Regions from separate parts of the Mus musculus genome. Here region 1 is linked to region 2. A link is a contact called in public promoter capture Hi-C data. All regions are on one chromosome and are shown on one strand. The core of a region is the stretch at or near the end of the contact, and the rest is flanking DNA. Distances in the headings are between cores, read along the strand shown.

The links. Promoter capture Hi-C pulls out the DNA fragments that hold promoters and counts their contacts.
Region 1: a promoter capture Hi-C map of hippocampal neurons shows a contact between it and region 2, with 2.6 times the contacts expected there. The contact joins the promoter of Prokr2 here to the enhancer-like site in region 2. A contact is called at or near these places in 1 of 39 promoter capture datasets (hippocampal neurons), 1 of 15 datasets of contacts at CTCF or cohesin (CD8 T cells), 7 of 484 Hi-C or Micro-C datasets (the AML12 cell line, the HPC-7 cell line, cortical neurons and 3 more), 4 of 115 datasets of contacts at active chromatin or transcription factors (SST interneurons, double positive thymocytes and embryonic stem cells) and 1 of 9 other capture datasets (pancreatic islet).

Annotation. Positions count from the first base shown.
Region 1 is chr2:132,383,319-132,388,168 of GRCm38.p6, reverse strand. Prokr2 (prokineticin receptor 2) reads left to right here and starts at 2,722. Exons shown (of 3, transcript NM_144944.3): 1 at 2,722-2,913.
Region 2 is chr2:132,341,854-132,346,551 of GRCm38.p6, reverse strand. No RefSeq gene overlaps it. Among named protein-coding and RNA genes, the nearest start is that of Prokr2, 41 kb to the left of the region's middle. Within about 2 kb of position 2,556, at least 4 of the 459 cell types and tissues checked have an H3K27ac peak or open chromatin away from gene starts, as enhancers often do. A contact at or near this core is called in hippocampal neurons, where this site is marked.

The DNA of each region.
Region 1 (4,850 bases), core at 1,473-3,972, 41 kb before region 2:
AAAGACTGAAAGGTCACCATGGCTACAGGACTGAGGGGAGGAAACATTACTGAGAAATCTTGCTTTGGAATACTGCTTCTCTAAACAAACGTGTGTTCATCAATCGAATGTGTGGCCTTGACCTCTGTCCAACAGACGGCTTAATAGAGCCCCACGGAGCTCTTTGTGACAAGATCCACCACAAAGCCTTGTACAAATGCTTTTATGCTTTGACTCAGCAATACCACTTCTGGGAATTTGTCATACAAATATCCTTGTACATGCACCCAAAGATGCTCTGTGTACTCGGTCACTGATGAGCTATAATACGCACACCATTCAATACCACAACACTATAAGAACAAAAAATTGGAAATAACTTAATCTGTAATTTTACAGACATCTTGAACCTGTCAAACCAACATATCCAGCAGTGTGGGTTGTAAAAGGTAGCAACAGTGTATCCGTACAATAGACTATGTTATAGTAGAAAGGTGAAGAAGCCATAAATATATATATATTAGATTACAGATACCCCTTGGAAAAACAGGAAAAACTGTGCATACAAGGTGGATGGGAAAGAATGCTATTTTATATGATATCATTTTATGTGTTTTAATTTTTGAATTGTGTTGAGTTTGCTATTGGCTGAGAAACTGTCCTGCAGTATGACACTTCATAAGGACATAGGTACCACAATCAAGCTATGTGTCCCAATTCCTCACCAGTAACTTTGTAGTGGAATCTTTACCTCTGCCATCCATTATTTTCAGGGGATGTATGGTGGGAAGCCATACTCCAGAAAAGAATCACTTTTATTGGCCTATGGCCATGTCTCTGAGAGATTGTCTTACTGTGGGAGGGCCCAGCCCACTATGGGTGGCACCATCCCTAGGAAGGTGGGCCTAGGCTACACAAGAAAACTAGCTGAATGAGCTTAAGCCTATGAATGAGCCAGGAAGCAGTGTTCCCCTGTGGTTTCTGCTTCAAGCTTCTGCCTTAAGTTCTTGCTCTAACTTCTCTTAGAGATAAACTGTAACTAGGGAACATTAGCCAAATTAACCCTTTCCTCCCCGGTTTGCTTTTGGTCAGAGTGTTTTATCATAGCAACAGAATAAACTAGGACAGGCCCTATGCCTTTTCTCCTCTGCGTACACTGACTTAATTCAAGTCACAGTATTATTCAAGTACTGTGGTGGTAGGAAGGGGTGACTTAATGGAGTTCAATATGGCAATCTCAGGCTTACCAACAATTCAGTGTTGCCCTTTAGAAGGATGTTATTCTGTGCCGGCATTAAACCACTCCAATGTCCTGAATAATAATGGTGTGCCTTCCAGGGAACACACTTTGTGGTGGTGGTGGCGGCGTGTGTGTGTGTGTGTGTGTGTGTGTGTGTGTGTGTGTGTGTGTGTAGCATAGGGGTTACTATGGTTCATCTCCTAGGACTTCTCATGTGCCAAAGTTAGGACACAAAGTAGTCTTCAACTGTATACTGAGAAATCTCCAATCTTTCAATTCCCCTACTCACCCAAGATTCATGGCTTCACCCCATGCTGGTTCCCTGACAAGTCTATTATGTTGAGATCAGGACATCAAGTTGCTAGCATGACAACTATGGGCTTCTTGATCTGTCTGAATGAGACCCTGACCTAAATCTACCTTGGAGAATGCTGTGAGTACACCAGAGGGTCTGTTTGTCCCATATAAAGGGGTGTGCGGGTAGACGTGGGTCAGGAGAGTTGAAGCCAATAGCTGAAGTTGATAAGCAAGCACCTTTGAAAGAATGACCTAAAGAGGATGTTCAGAAATCCGGCTACAGTGTCAGTCAACTCCACTTTGCTTTGTACAAAACCAAAGCAAAACAGCAAAGCCTTTCCTGCAGTCTGGACGATGTACTTACCAGCCACCGCGCCAGCCGAACCACAGCCTGTCCCTGGGAGGAAAGAAGCCAGGCCTCCTGACTCCATCGTAGCAGCGAAGAGGATACAGGAGGGCAGGACAGTGGGTTAGTTTCACATAAGGTAGGACAGGCAGAACCACAGAATGACCAATTCCAAATACTTTTCCAAGTCCTCTATATGGGTAGTTTAAATTGTCAGCTTATCGGACAGGTCTCATTTAGAAAATGTTCTCTGTGGCCAGCACACAGTTCCTGCTTTAGTGGGGGTAATTTTATTTCTGGGAGAAATAAAATAACTCCTCTGGAAATAAAGTAGGGGCTCTGGGTAGCCTCAGATAGGCTGGAGGTTAGACTCGGATTGTCTTTGAATAGCCAAGGACACTACAGGAAAGATCATCCCAGTTTAGACCAGAACCTCAGAATTGAAGTTTCATGCAGGGCAAGCCATGCCACCACTAATTTCCAGCTTTGCCTCTTAAGGTCTGGATTGCATATGGGGGGCCTCTCCTGCATCACTTCTAAGGGAAGACTAGGCTTCACCCCTTACTTGCTGGCTCTGGGAACTTGTAGACACACACATACACACACACACACACACACACACACACACACACACACACTCCAACTCTGCACACTTAGTGGAAGCCACAAATGCTTGCAGAGGACAGTGCTCCGTCTCAAGGATGGCCAGCTGCTGAGGTCACAACGGGTTCAAGAGCTTACAAAACCCTTGGAAGGACCACCCGGAAGTCTGAGACCCTAATTCAGTAGATCTAGGAGGCAGGCGGGTCTCGGGGGGCGGAGTCGGGCGCCGGGAGGGGCGGGACACCTGGGCTGGGTCCGGGGCTGTTGGATGAGCTGCAGAGCGAAGCAGCAACTCCAGAAAGACTGATGCGAGGAGAGCAGGACCAAGCGACACACGCCCACCAAGTAGGCAAGCCTCAACCAGAGCTAGTGTTCCCAGAGCCCGGGCCGCGCCCACCTATGGTGGCGCCACCGGCCAGGGAGTGCGTCCCTGAAAGCACCGAGGCAAGTGAGTACCGGGTTGCGGCGGGCGGGCGGACTTGGGGGCACTCCGCGTCTGTTCCAGGAGATCACCTCCTACCTCCGAACCCTGGGATTGGGGACTAGGGGACTGGAGTGGAGCCCCGAAATCGCGGACTCAGTGGAAGGCGTACGGACAAGGGTGGGGGTATCTGCGTGTTTCCTGCGCCCTGCAGGCACCTCTGGTGCCCGGCTTTGTTTCTTGAGCTTAAATTCCCCACTGGGTACCTAATCCTGTACCAGTGTTGCACTGAGTGAGTGAGAGACGTGGGAACCTTCAAACGGGCTCCCTCTTCCCACAGTCTACGGGCTGGTGATGAGAAGGCGGCTGGAACTCCCGCTTATTGGTCCCCGGTGGCGATCTTTGGGAGACCAATAGACGCCCCAGAGGGAGGACACTGGGATCCAGACTCCACTGGAACCCCGCTTTTCAGGTAGGGTGGAGCGTGCGGCTGATTCCTGTGTAGCAAATCGGGGTTTCACTAACGCCGGCAGAGTGGCGATTCCTGTCCCCCAGCGCTCTCCCTCGTAAAACTGGGCAGACCTCGCTATCCAGTTTGATAGCTTCTTGCTACCCTTACCCGTTGCTCCCGTAGCTCCCGCACTGGCTGGTGTGCTGAGGTGGGAGAGGAAGGCAGTTCATTGAGACAGACTAAGTCAGGCTGGAGTCCTCTCTCCAGCCCCTCGCTTGCCCCATAGCAGCTACCTCCTGGGAGCTAGCATTTTGGAGACTCTATTTTGTCTCCCTTCTGTGGATGTCTCGGGACACTAGGATTATAAGGGAGTTCTCAAGCAATGGACAGCCCCTAAACTCCCTGGTCATCCCCCACCCACTCTTAGGAGGCTGTTATCAATTCAATCTGGTCTCAAGCAGCCACTTCAAAAGACACAGACTGTGACGAGGCTCAGTTCCTCCTTAGTCGGGGTTGGCTGTGGTTGGGAATCTGGGAACCTAAGGAAGGAGTCCGGAAGCTGATCCAGAGTCATGGGGTCAACCTGGGGAGAAAGGATTTATCCTAGAGCAGGGCTTCTTAAATTTTTCCATTTAGAAAGACCTCATTCACCAGAGAATTTCTTACACGACCCTGGGTTTGTACGTGTATAAAGTAGGAATATAATTCAAACACTTACTAATAATAAATCATTAATGTATTTTAAAACAATTCTTTGATACGCATATAATTTTACCATTTATGAACGAGGAAAGCAAATTTGCATAGTAATGAGTTGGATTGCGTATTTTTACATAAAGAATTAAATCTTGGCTGAATATTTGATACGGCATCTAGAACATTCTTTCAGAGTTGAATGATACTTTGATTTTTGTGATAGTCAATGCTGGGATGGCTCTTTATAGAAACACATGGCACAAATGGTAAGCTTGCTTCAGGGCCATTTCAAGCACGGCTAGAAATTCTGTCCTAATTCCAAGCCAAATTTCATGTAATGATTATTTTTTAGAATGAAACTCTAGTCAAGTGCTCAGACAGCAATTTTTAAATTCTTATGTGTGTGTGTGTGTGTGTGTGTGTATGTGTGCACATGTGTGTCTGTGTGCATTGTGTCATGTGTGTGTATGTTAGTGTAAGGGGGAGACTGTCTGAGGCCAGAAGAGGGTATCAATTCCCCAGAACTTGGAATTACAAGCTGTTATGAGCAATCCAGTGTTGGTGCTGAGAACTGAATTCTGCTCTCCAGTCTTATTTAAGAGACCCTCCCCCCCCCTACAAGAATGGCAAGCCTCTGTGACCACTAACCCATCTCAGTCCTTAAAATAGAAATTTTATTTTTTTCTCCATTAATTTATTTATTCACTTAACATCACAATCATTGCTCACCCTCCTCCCAGTTCCCCCTTCACATATTCCCTCCCCCATTCCCACCTCCTCTCCTCCTCTGAGAAGAGGACTATCCCCCAACCCTGGA
Region 2 (4,698 bases), core at 1,307-3,806:
CACTGGTTAGACAAAATTTCTTGGGGGCATTTGGCAACTCTGGTTCCTAGACTAGTCAGTGTCGTTTATATATCAAAGTGTCTCAGTTCAAAATCTTCTGAGCACTTCATGTGGAAGCTTTGAAAACAGCTCAATAATCCTCTGCCCCAAGGGTTTTATTCCCATAGTGTTTTTGATTTGGGTTTTGGTTTATTTTATTTTATTTTATTTGGGTAGGGGCTTGGGGTGCTTTTTAAAATAAATCATATTACATAAAATTGATCATCTTCACTATTTTAAAATTGAGGTTCAGTAGTACTAAAGTATATTCATGTTGTCAGACAGACCTGTGGACATTTAAATCTTACAAAGCTAGACCTCCATACTTATTATTCACCAGCCCCTGTCGCCTCTCCTCTCCAGCCCCTGGCAGGCACCGTCTACTACCTGGTTCTATGGATGTGACACCCATGTGACGGCAATGACATTGTGCTCTGCTTGTCTTTCTGTGACTGGCTTTTTGCACAAAAATGAGGCCCCTCATCATCCTGTCATATTTTCAATGCACAAAAGTTTGATGGGATCTCATTCAGCTATTGTCTGTGTCTTCTGGGGGGCAGGGCTAGTAAGGAAAGCAAGGAATCAGGTGACTCCCCCTTCCTCCCCGTGGGATTCAAAATGTGCTACACAATATCTGGTCTTCACTTGTCATTTAAATATTAGGCTTTCCTCCCCAGTTTTTCAAAAGTTTAATGAGGGGCTTGAGAGATGATTAGGTGGCTCGTGCTCTTACTTCTCTTCCAGAGGTCCTGAGTTCAGTTAGCATTGCCCACGTCAGGCAGCTCAGAACAGCCTAGAACTTCATCTCCAAGAGATCTGATGCCTCTTCTACATACACAGAGACACACATGCAGACACATAGTTTACAAATAAGACAAGCATAAAAAGAAAAGAGTTAGGCCAGATGCGGTGGCACACGCCTTTCATCCCAGCACTCGGGAGGCCCAGGCAGGTGGATCTCTGTGAGTTCGAAGCCAGCCTGATCTATCAAAGCAAGTCCAGGACAGCCAGGGCTCATTACTCAGAGAAATCTTTGTCTCAAAAACAAAAGAAAACAAGTAAACAAAACCAAAAAAAAAAAAGTAGCTAGAGAGATGTCACTGTGTTGAGAGAACTGGCTGCTCTTCCAGAAGACCTGGGCTCAATTCCCAGCATCCACATAGCAGCTCACAACTGTCTATAACTCCTATTCCAAGAGATTCAACACCCCCATACAGACTTACATACAGACAAAACAACAATGCACATAAAATATATTTTTTAAAAAAAAAAGAATAGAGCTGACAGGTTTCCCACTTGTATTTTACTCTAAAAGAAACTTACTTTCTATCTTAATGCTGAAATATTTTCATCTCGATTCAAGCTGCTCTTGTTAACTTATGATTTACTATAAAAGAATTTGTTATAAGCATTTTCAAGAACACAGAAAAGTCTGGTCTTGGGTTCTAGCTCAGTGGTGGAATACGTACATGCCTGGTACTACAAAAGACAGACAGACAGACAGATGTTGAGACTCACCTCTATAATCACAACGATCAGGAGGCTGAGACATAAGCACTGAAGCAAAATTTAGAACGCTTTTGGCCAACCCCTGGTCCTTCAGGGAGGCAGAGGCATAGAGAAGGCTGTGTCCATGCCCAGGGACCCTGGGGCCTCTAAACTCTAGAGTGACAGGTGTTCCCAGCTCCCTGAAGCCAGAGAGACGGTAAAGCTTCCGAGGGTCAGAAGGAATCCCTATAAACCAAATATTATCTTCTGGCACTGCACAGATTTGCACTATTCACGCAAATGTGTGGTCTGGGTATTATTCTGCCTCTGCAGTGAATTCTAACTGTACCCACTTTCCTACCCATGACGAAAATGAACCCTGGGAGCTGGGCTGGGGGAACAGCTCAGAAGCAGAGCACTCATCTAGCATGCTGAAGGCCCTGTGTTTTATCCTCAGTATTCGGAAGGAAAAAGCAACCGAGAGTGAGCCATGTTAATGTACCCTTGCTGGTCTGCCTGGACCAATAAGAACCCTTGTCACTGGTCAGACCTACTAAGAACCTTGGAGTTGCTTCCCAGAGAATGTCTCCAGACTGCACCGTTTGTTTTGTTATAAATGCAAACTTCCCCGGGTTAGAAGCACCTTGGAGAGCTTTCCCACAGGATAATCAGTGAGCTCTCCTGCCCATCCTTACTCAGTGTCTTCACAGAGCAAGGCTTGCTGCTCACTGGGCTGCCACACGCCGCCTATGAAACAACGCAAGTGCATTTTTTAATGCAATACTCAGCGTTCTGCTCCCTCCCAAATTAAAGCCAAAGATTCGTGTTAACCATGGGAGATTCCACTTTTTATTTTTTATCAGACACTCGTTTTGTTCCAAACACGATTGCGATTGAGAGGTTATCTTGCTCGGGCTCTCTTTCCCTCGTGACTAAGAAAACCACCTGTTCCCTCGCTTCAAGCCTGACACCGCGTCCAGCAAACTGTTACCCAAGCTGTTACCAGCACGCTTTGGCAAACCACCTGTGTACTTTCCCTATTTTTTCCAGTCTCCAGCATAGCTGCTGCCTATGTAAAGTGTGAATGCTTGCTCACCAAGGGCAGCTTTTTGAGTTTTGTTTCCTGCTATTCTTTTGATTATTTTTATCCCATCAGAATGAGAAAACCATTAGAATGGTTTTGTATAGGTTTCTACCATCTTAAGTAAGAAAACCCAGGAAAGATTTTATATGGATTATGAAATTTTGGCTTAAATCATGCTTTCAATGACTTAGAAACAAAACGATGAGGGGTAGAGGCACGGCTCAATTATAGAATATTCCCTAGTATGCAAAAAGACACTCGGGTCTCCACACCACAAAAGGAAAAGTTTGTGAAATAAAACTCGGGCTGGTGAGATGGCTCAGTGGTTAAGAGCACTGACTGCTCTTCCAGAGGTCCTGAGTTCAATTCCCAGTTCAATTCCCAGCAACCACATGGTGGCTCACAACCATCTGTAATGGGATGCCCTCTTCTAGTGTGTCTGAAGACAGCTACAGTGTACTCACATATAATTTAAAAAAAAAAAACTCAATGAGAAAATACAAATCTTTGTCCCCTGGGTTCAATTCCCAGTTCAATTCCCAGCAACTACATGGTGGCTCACAACCATCTGTAATGGGATGCCCTCTTCTGGGGTGTCTGAAGACAGCTACAGTATACTCACATATAATTTAAAAACAAAAAACAAAAAAACCTCAAGTCCTCTCCTCGTTTTGTTGTTGTTGTTGTTGTTGTTTGTTGTTTGGTTGGGGGTTTTTTGTTTGTTTTTTGAGACAAGGCCTTACTAAGTAGCCTAGACTACCCTTGAACTCATAAACTCTCTGTCACCATGCTTGGCTTAATTCTGACTTTTAAAAACTAGTTCCTGAACAAATATGATTAAATTCTCATTGTTTTAGGTTTTGTAATTTATAATCACTGGAAATGGAGACTATTAGCCCTACGTTTTCATCTACTCTTCTTTTTAAGATTTATTTTATTACTGTTTTATGTGTTTAAGTGTTTTGCCTGAATGCATGTCTGTGCACCACACGTGTGCCTGGTGCCCACAGAAATGAGAAAAGGGGTTTGGGTCCCTGAAAGTGGAGTTACAGACAGAGTATCAGCCTCCAACCCTGGCTCTCTACAAGAGCAGTGTACTCTTTCACTTGTCACATATCTGGGACCTCATTACTACCACCTTTCTTTCTTTTTCTTTTTTTTCTTTTTTAAGTTTTATCAACGATTTTGATTATTTTATGTGTGGGGGTGTTTTACCTGTGCTTCACATGTGGACAGTACCCATGGACACCAGAAGAGGGCGTCAGAAACTCTGGAATTGGAGTTGTAAATGGTTATGAGCTGCCATGTGGGTGCTGGGAATTGATCCTGTGTCCTCTGGAAGAGTAACCAGTGCTCTTAACTGGGGAGTGAGACATCTCCCAGTCCTGATTTGTTCTCACCATCATTGATGTTGTTTGTTTGAGATAGGATCTCTTCGTTGTAGTCCAGAATGTCCTGGAACTCACTATGTGATGCTGGTTCATAGCCAACACAAAGTCCTGGTGCCTTAACCTCTTGAGTTCTGGGATTGCAGATGTGCTGCTGTGCTTAGCTTCAAGCCTACATTAACATTTTCTATCTTCTCCATCTGCTGTTGTTTTGTTTTTGAGATAGAATATCAGTAGCCCAGACTGGCCTTCAACTTATATTGCGGAAGATAGTCTTAAATCCTGACTCTCTCATCATAGTGCCCAGTGTCCTGGGGTTACAGGCATTTACTACCAAGCCTACCTATTCAAATGCTTCTCTTTTATCCCTCTCTCTTTTTTAAAGATTTATTTATTTATTTTATGTATATGAATACACTGTAGCTGTAGAGATGGTTGTGAGCCTTCATGGAATTGAATTTAGGACCTCTGCTCGCCTCAGTTGGCCTGCTCACTCAGTCCTTCTCGCTCCGGCCCAAAGATTTATTTATTATTATTATACATAAGTACACTGTAGCTGTCTTCAGACGTACCAGAAGAGGGCATCAGATCTCATTACAAGTGGTTGCTAGGACTTGAACTCAGGACCTTCGGAAGAGCGGTCTGTGCTCTTACCTGCTGAGCCATCTCGCCAGCCCACTACCACCTTTCAAAAGACAT